2 separate regions of the Arachis hypogaea genome follow, and region 1 is linked to region 2. The links are chromatin contacts, called in public Hi-C maps. All regions are on one chromosome and are shown on one strand. The core of a region is the stretch at or near the end of the contact, and the rest is flanking DNA. Distances in the headings are between cores, read along the strand shown. Region 1 holds the start of LOC112786933 (protein EMBRYO SAC DEVELOPMENT ARREST 30). Region 2 holds the start of LOC112782496 (polyadenylate-binding protein-interacting protein 12).

Region 1 (2,700 bases), core at 154-2,653, 290 kb before region 2:
TTGACAATCTATGTTTTAAATTTGCTAAATAATAGGTTTTCTTTTCATTCTGAGTCCTTTTAATCCCGTGTAATTTGTACGGGTACTCTTGCCAGTAAATCTAAACTTTATGTTTTCTTTAATAGGAATTGTCTATGGTGGAGAAAATACAAATGGGTTCTTTAAAATCATGGTGGAATATTTTATTTGTAGTTGTTATTTATTCTTGGTACAATTTTATTAATTTATATTAATAACTAACCAAAAGGTCAAATTAAAATTTTTAAATTGCTAAATGATCCCCGTCATTTAGATATTGACAGTAGACCCTGTTATTCTTATATCCTTTGCATCTCATTTTAGTATTGGATCATCGCAGGAAAGATCCAACCTCATAGATCCGCATCATGAAGCTCCATCCACTGCTCGATCTTGGTAGTGTAGTCGCTACCACGCCACCGCTTGTGATCTATGAATGATGCCGCGCCGGTGTTAAAGTAGCAGGACCTTTGGAGTTAAGGTAGACAATGTGGCGGCGGACGTAGGCAGAGAGGAGGGTGGTGAGATAGTTAGGACGCAATTGAGGAGGAAGTCGAGGGCGGAGTGGATGGGGATGAGGCCAGCGATGGAGGCATAGTGGAAGGGTATGTTATGTTTAATGGATCGTCTCTCTTGTGCACTCACCAACAGTAGCGAGCAAGTAGCTAAACGTGAGGAAGGTGAGCAATGAGTAAGGGCTAAAGAAAATATAGAAGAGAGAATTTGATGAAAAGTAACCGATAGAAAATTCATTCACAATTGATTAAAGAATTAAATTATGCATGATTTTACGTACTGAAATATATACTAGTTAAGGTAGGGACTCAGTCAAAGCACCAAGAATCAAGAATTCTTCTAACAAACTTAGCCACTAAATCTTAACAACTACTACCACTGATATCTAACTAATCTTTATTATATTTTTTTTAACACAGCAAATTCAACCGTTATAATGAGATGCAAATTTTGATGCAAATTTTCAACGGAAAGAGTTATGGTGAGATAAGAGAAGGAGAAAAAACGGGTAATATTGAGGAACAAGATCGAACAGGAAGCAATACAAAAAAAAAAATTCTTAGTATGAGGGCTGAATAACCGAAATAATGCTCAATTACAAAATTTCAATAGAGTCCCAAATTTTTTTACAATTCAAAAAATACCCAGATTCTTTAAGGATCAGAAGATAATTCCAAAAAAATACATGACATACCTGAAATTTTTTCCTGTATTATAATTTGAAAAACTATTTTTCGATTGTTTTTTGTCCGACTATTTTTCGATTTGTTTTGTCAACTTTACAATTGTTTGGGCCAAGGTGTGTAAGCCCAAATCCGTAATCCATAAATTGACCCGGCCGGTTTTAATAAAAATCGGTGAACCGGAAGGTTTGAGAAATCCGGACCGGTTCAATTTTCAAAAAAAAAAAAAAAAGATAACCCTAATCCCAGCGAAGGATCCCCTCCCCAACCCACGCTCTTACTCTCTCGCTCTGAAACAGATCTAAAACGGGCGAGCTCAACGCGGCGCCACAACCTTCTCACTCTCGCAGAGCCGCTGTCGCCGACACCGCACGGTGGCCGTCTCGTTGCCGAATCCGCTACGTTTGCCAGCTCCTGCTCCTTCACTGCTGTCGCGTCGTCTGTACCTCAGTCCACATCTGACGCCTCCGTCCGCGTCGCGTCGTCCCTGCGCCTTCCCTGCGTCAGCCAGCTCCTGCGCCTTCACTGCCTCTCGTTGTTCGTGTACGTCTCTCATCGTCGTCGTCGCGTCTTCATCCGACGCGGCTCGCCGGCGCTGCTGCCTCCCCCTCGCCGCTCTCTGCTTCGCCGTGCTTGCTCTCTCTCTTCTCTGCCCGCGTTCTGCCTTCACATCATCAGGTAAGCTTTTTAATTTTTTTAAGTTATTCAGTTGCTGGATTATAATCTTTTTAACTGATTAATTGATTAACTGATGTTGGATTAACTGATTCAGTTGATCTTGATTGTTGTTGATTATAATTTGTCGATTCTTGGCAGATCATTCCAATTTTGTTTTTACAGTGTAATATATGTAGTGTAGTGGTTGATTGATGCCTTTTTGTTCTTTCTGATTTTTGGTGTTTAGGGTTGATTTGTTTCTGTTTTAATATCATTATGGTGAATTGAGGTGCTGTTTTTATATTGTTGGTGCTGTTTTTTATATTATTCTGTGAATTTATATTGTTGGATAGTGGATTGGTTCTGTGAATTGAGCTGTAGTGGATAGGTTATGTGAATTTATATTGTTCTGCTCATGTTTATTCTGTTGCATAATCTGTGGTGGCATGGTTTTGTTTGCAGGGGTTTAAACTATAAGTATTTGGCACTTCTCAGGTTCTAAGCTTTTCGTCTAAAGGTTCAAACTTTTGAAACTCTATTGCTTTCTTCTATCCCCTTTATTTGCAGCGGACGACTTTGACAAATAATAATTTGGCAGAATTAGTTCATATTCTGTGCACGAAGGACTTATGATCATATGCTATTGAAAGTTCTAGTCATAATTGTCTTTTATGGGAAATGTTAAAAACAAGGCTCAAATTAGTTATTTTTAGAAATTGAGACGTTTGTTGTTAAAATGTTAGTGATAATATGTATTTCAAATTTTAATTTTAAGTTTATGACTATTTTATATATTTTATTTACGTGGAACCGAGTCAACTAGTTC
Region 2 (2,834 bases), core at 214-2,713:
TGTTGTAACATCCTGTAACCGACACTATTAAGGATTAACTATTTTTCTTGTAAAATGAAAAATTTATCTCACCATTTTTTTTAATTGTCTTGTGAATCATTGAGTTATCAATACGATAACTTCTCTATTACTAACTCATTTTAATTTACAAATGGTTGCCACCATCGTTATATTACACATTAGATCTAAAATAATTTGTTCACTTAATCGATTTAAATTTTATTCTACTAAATTAGAACTGGTAAAACTATTATATACTAATTGTATCTTTTTCTCAAGACTTATATTTGCTGGAATTGGTCATAGATAGTAATTTCTGAGTTTTGAATAATTTTGATTTTTGAAGGACATTTTATTAACCTGTAAACATATTGTGTTGATAGTCGTCTTTTCCTAATTTATTATTTTAAGTTTTATTCTATGCTTGATTATGTCAAGACTTTAAAATTTGTATATAGATTTTTTTACGAGTTTATTTTATTTATGTCTATGTTTAATTCTTTATAACTGATTTTTCATATCATCTAAAATCGTATTAATATAATTATGCTTTTTCTAAGACTTTTTTTATTTACATTGCCTTCCAAACTACTATCCTTATAAAGGGTAATTTCTAATTTCCAGTCTTGGACAATTTGTAGTTTTATAATTTTTTTAAGGTTTAATTATTTTGTTGGTCTTTATAGTTTTTTAAAATTTTTAATTATATTTTTATACTTTTTTTTCTTTTAATTGGGTTATTGCACTAATTTTTTTTAATTAGGTCCCTCTTAGCAGTAATTGACTTAATTTTATAGGGACCTAACTAAAAAAAATTTGGTGCTGAGACCCAAATAAAAGAAAAAAAATATAGGGACTCAATTAAAAAAAAATTAGTCCAAAGACTCAATTAAAAGAAAAAAAAAGTATATGAACCTAATTAAAAATTTCGTAAAACTATAAGAACTAAGAGAGTAATTAAACTTTTTTCTAAAAAAGTATTGTGATTTTAATTTATTATTTGATCTGTACTAATTTTTTAAGTAGTATTTATTTTTGTTAAGGGACAAAACTCTCTTTTAAAGTCTTGTAAGTAATTATTAAATCAATCAAAGAAATATATATTAATTTTTTTTAGATATTTATAATATAATTCTCTTATTTTTATAGTTTTTTTTATATATCTAGTAAAATATCAGTTTCTTAAATTTTTATTATATTTTGTATTAAAATTTTTACTAATTTATTATTTACTTATTTTAAAAGATTTTTCTTTTATTATATCTAAAACGTGAGAGACTATAAGTGAATAATTAATTTTTACTCTAGACATAAAGATTGTTATACTAGGTCTAATATTATTTATTTTTATTTTTTATTTTTTATTTTTTACTATAGTAACTTGATATTCTTTCATATTGAACTCTATGCATCCTTAGCCTAATATTCTTTTATATATATGTCCCTTGTGGATGGCGGATGCGATGCTATGGAAGGCATGACCATGACATGTATGTAGAAATTGAGGGGAGGGAGAGAGGAGATAGAGAAAGAGAGATGTTGGGGGGGGGGGGGGGTGGGCAGTAATGGAAATTGATGCAAAAGAAAGTAAATTTATTTGGGTGTTATATGTAATATAATTAAAATAAAATAAAAAAAGAAAAAAATGTAATGTAATGTAATGACTAATGAGCAATGAGGGTGTTGGTGTTGCTGTGTTCAATTCATTTTGTTCTGTTGGATACATACATTGGTTGATCATCTCATCTCATTTCATCATCGTTATCAATTTAATTTCGGACCTTCTCTTTTTCTCTTTTTCTCTTCTCAGCTTCCCCAGCTACCTCCCAAACCCCCACTGCACCCTCAAACGGACGATCCGAAGATAAATCATCTCTCTCTCTCTCTCTCTCCAACAAACACTAATAATCATCACTCACCTCTTCTTCTTCCTCCTCCTCCTCCTTCTTCTTCTTCAGTAAATAAATTAGTAAGATAATATCTTTAACCTTTTTCTCTATCTCTTTTTCACCAATCTCTCTCTCTCTCTCTCTCTCTCTCTTTCCATATATACATATTTTATTTATTTTTCTCCCTTTGTGGGGTTTTAAAGTAACCTCTATTTTTGACGATCTTCAGGATCAGCTTGATCTTATGTCAATGGAAAATTTGTTACATTAAAACCCAGGTACGTCTTCCCTAACATGCTCTTATGTTTCATTTCTCTCTCTCTTTCTCTTGTTGTTAGTTTAGTATAGTTTTTTTTTTGTTGGGGGACACAGATTCACTGATAAACCTGAAAGCTGAAAAAAAGGAGGAAGCTTTTTTACATCTAGGGAAGTGGGTTGGGGGTGTGTGTGCGTCTTCTTTTTTCCGTGATCATGGCTGTTGCTGAGAATGCTGGGGCCAAAATCGGTTCTTCCAGTCAAAATTTGGACAACAGTGTTGTCTCATCGGACACCACTGAGATGGAGAAATCAAAGGCAAGGTCCGGCGGCGGCGGCGGCGGCGGCGGAGGTGGAGGTGCTGTCAACGGTGGTGGTGGTGATCAGAATCTGAACGGTGTATTCAACCAAGATAGAGGTGCAAACACTGTTGTGTCAGTCCCTAACGGTAATTACAAGGCTCAGGTGGGTCAGATTCGAAATGGGTTTGATGGAAACGGTGTCCAGGGTCAACAGATGGTGGTCAACAATGATGGGTATGTTGGGATTAATGCGGTAAGGAATGGGGAGAACTGTGGTGAGAGTTATAAGAGGGAGATGAGGGATTTGGAGGAGCTTCTGTCAAAGTTGAACCCCATGGCTGAGGAGTTTGTGCCGCCGTCGCTCGCCAACAGTCACGGTTACTTGGCT

What was found. A called contact is a pair of places that touch in the nucleus more often than the background predicts.
Region 1: a contact with region 2 is called in a Hi-C map of an unstated tissue, with 5 times the contacts expected there. The contact joins the promoter of LOC112786933 here to the promoter of LOC112782496 in region 2. A contact is called at or near these places in 3 of 8 Hi-C or Micro-C datasets (leaf and an unstated tissue).

The regions. Positions count from the first base shown.
Region 1 is chr20:93,632,190-93,634,889 of arahy.Tifrunner.gnm2.J5K5, reverse strand. It overlaps LOC112786933 (protein EMBRYO SAC DEVELOPMENT ARREST 30), which reads left to right and starts at 1,403. Exons shown (of 12, transcript XM_025830306.3): 1 at 1,403-1,895; 2 at 2,337-2,391.
Region 2 is chr20:93,345,709-93,348,542 of arahy.Tifrunner.gnm2.J5K5, reverse strand. It overlaps LOC112782496 (polyadenylate-binding protein-interacting protein 12), which reads left to right and starts at 1,463. Exons shown (of 12, transcript XM_025824903.3): 1 at 1,463-1,969; 2 at 2,119-2,167; 3 at 2,262-2,834. The coding sequence starts at 2,361.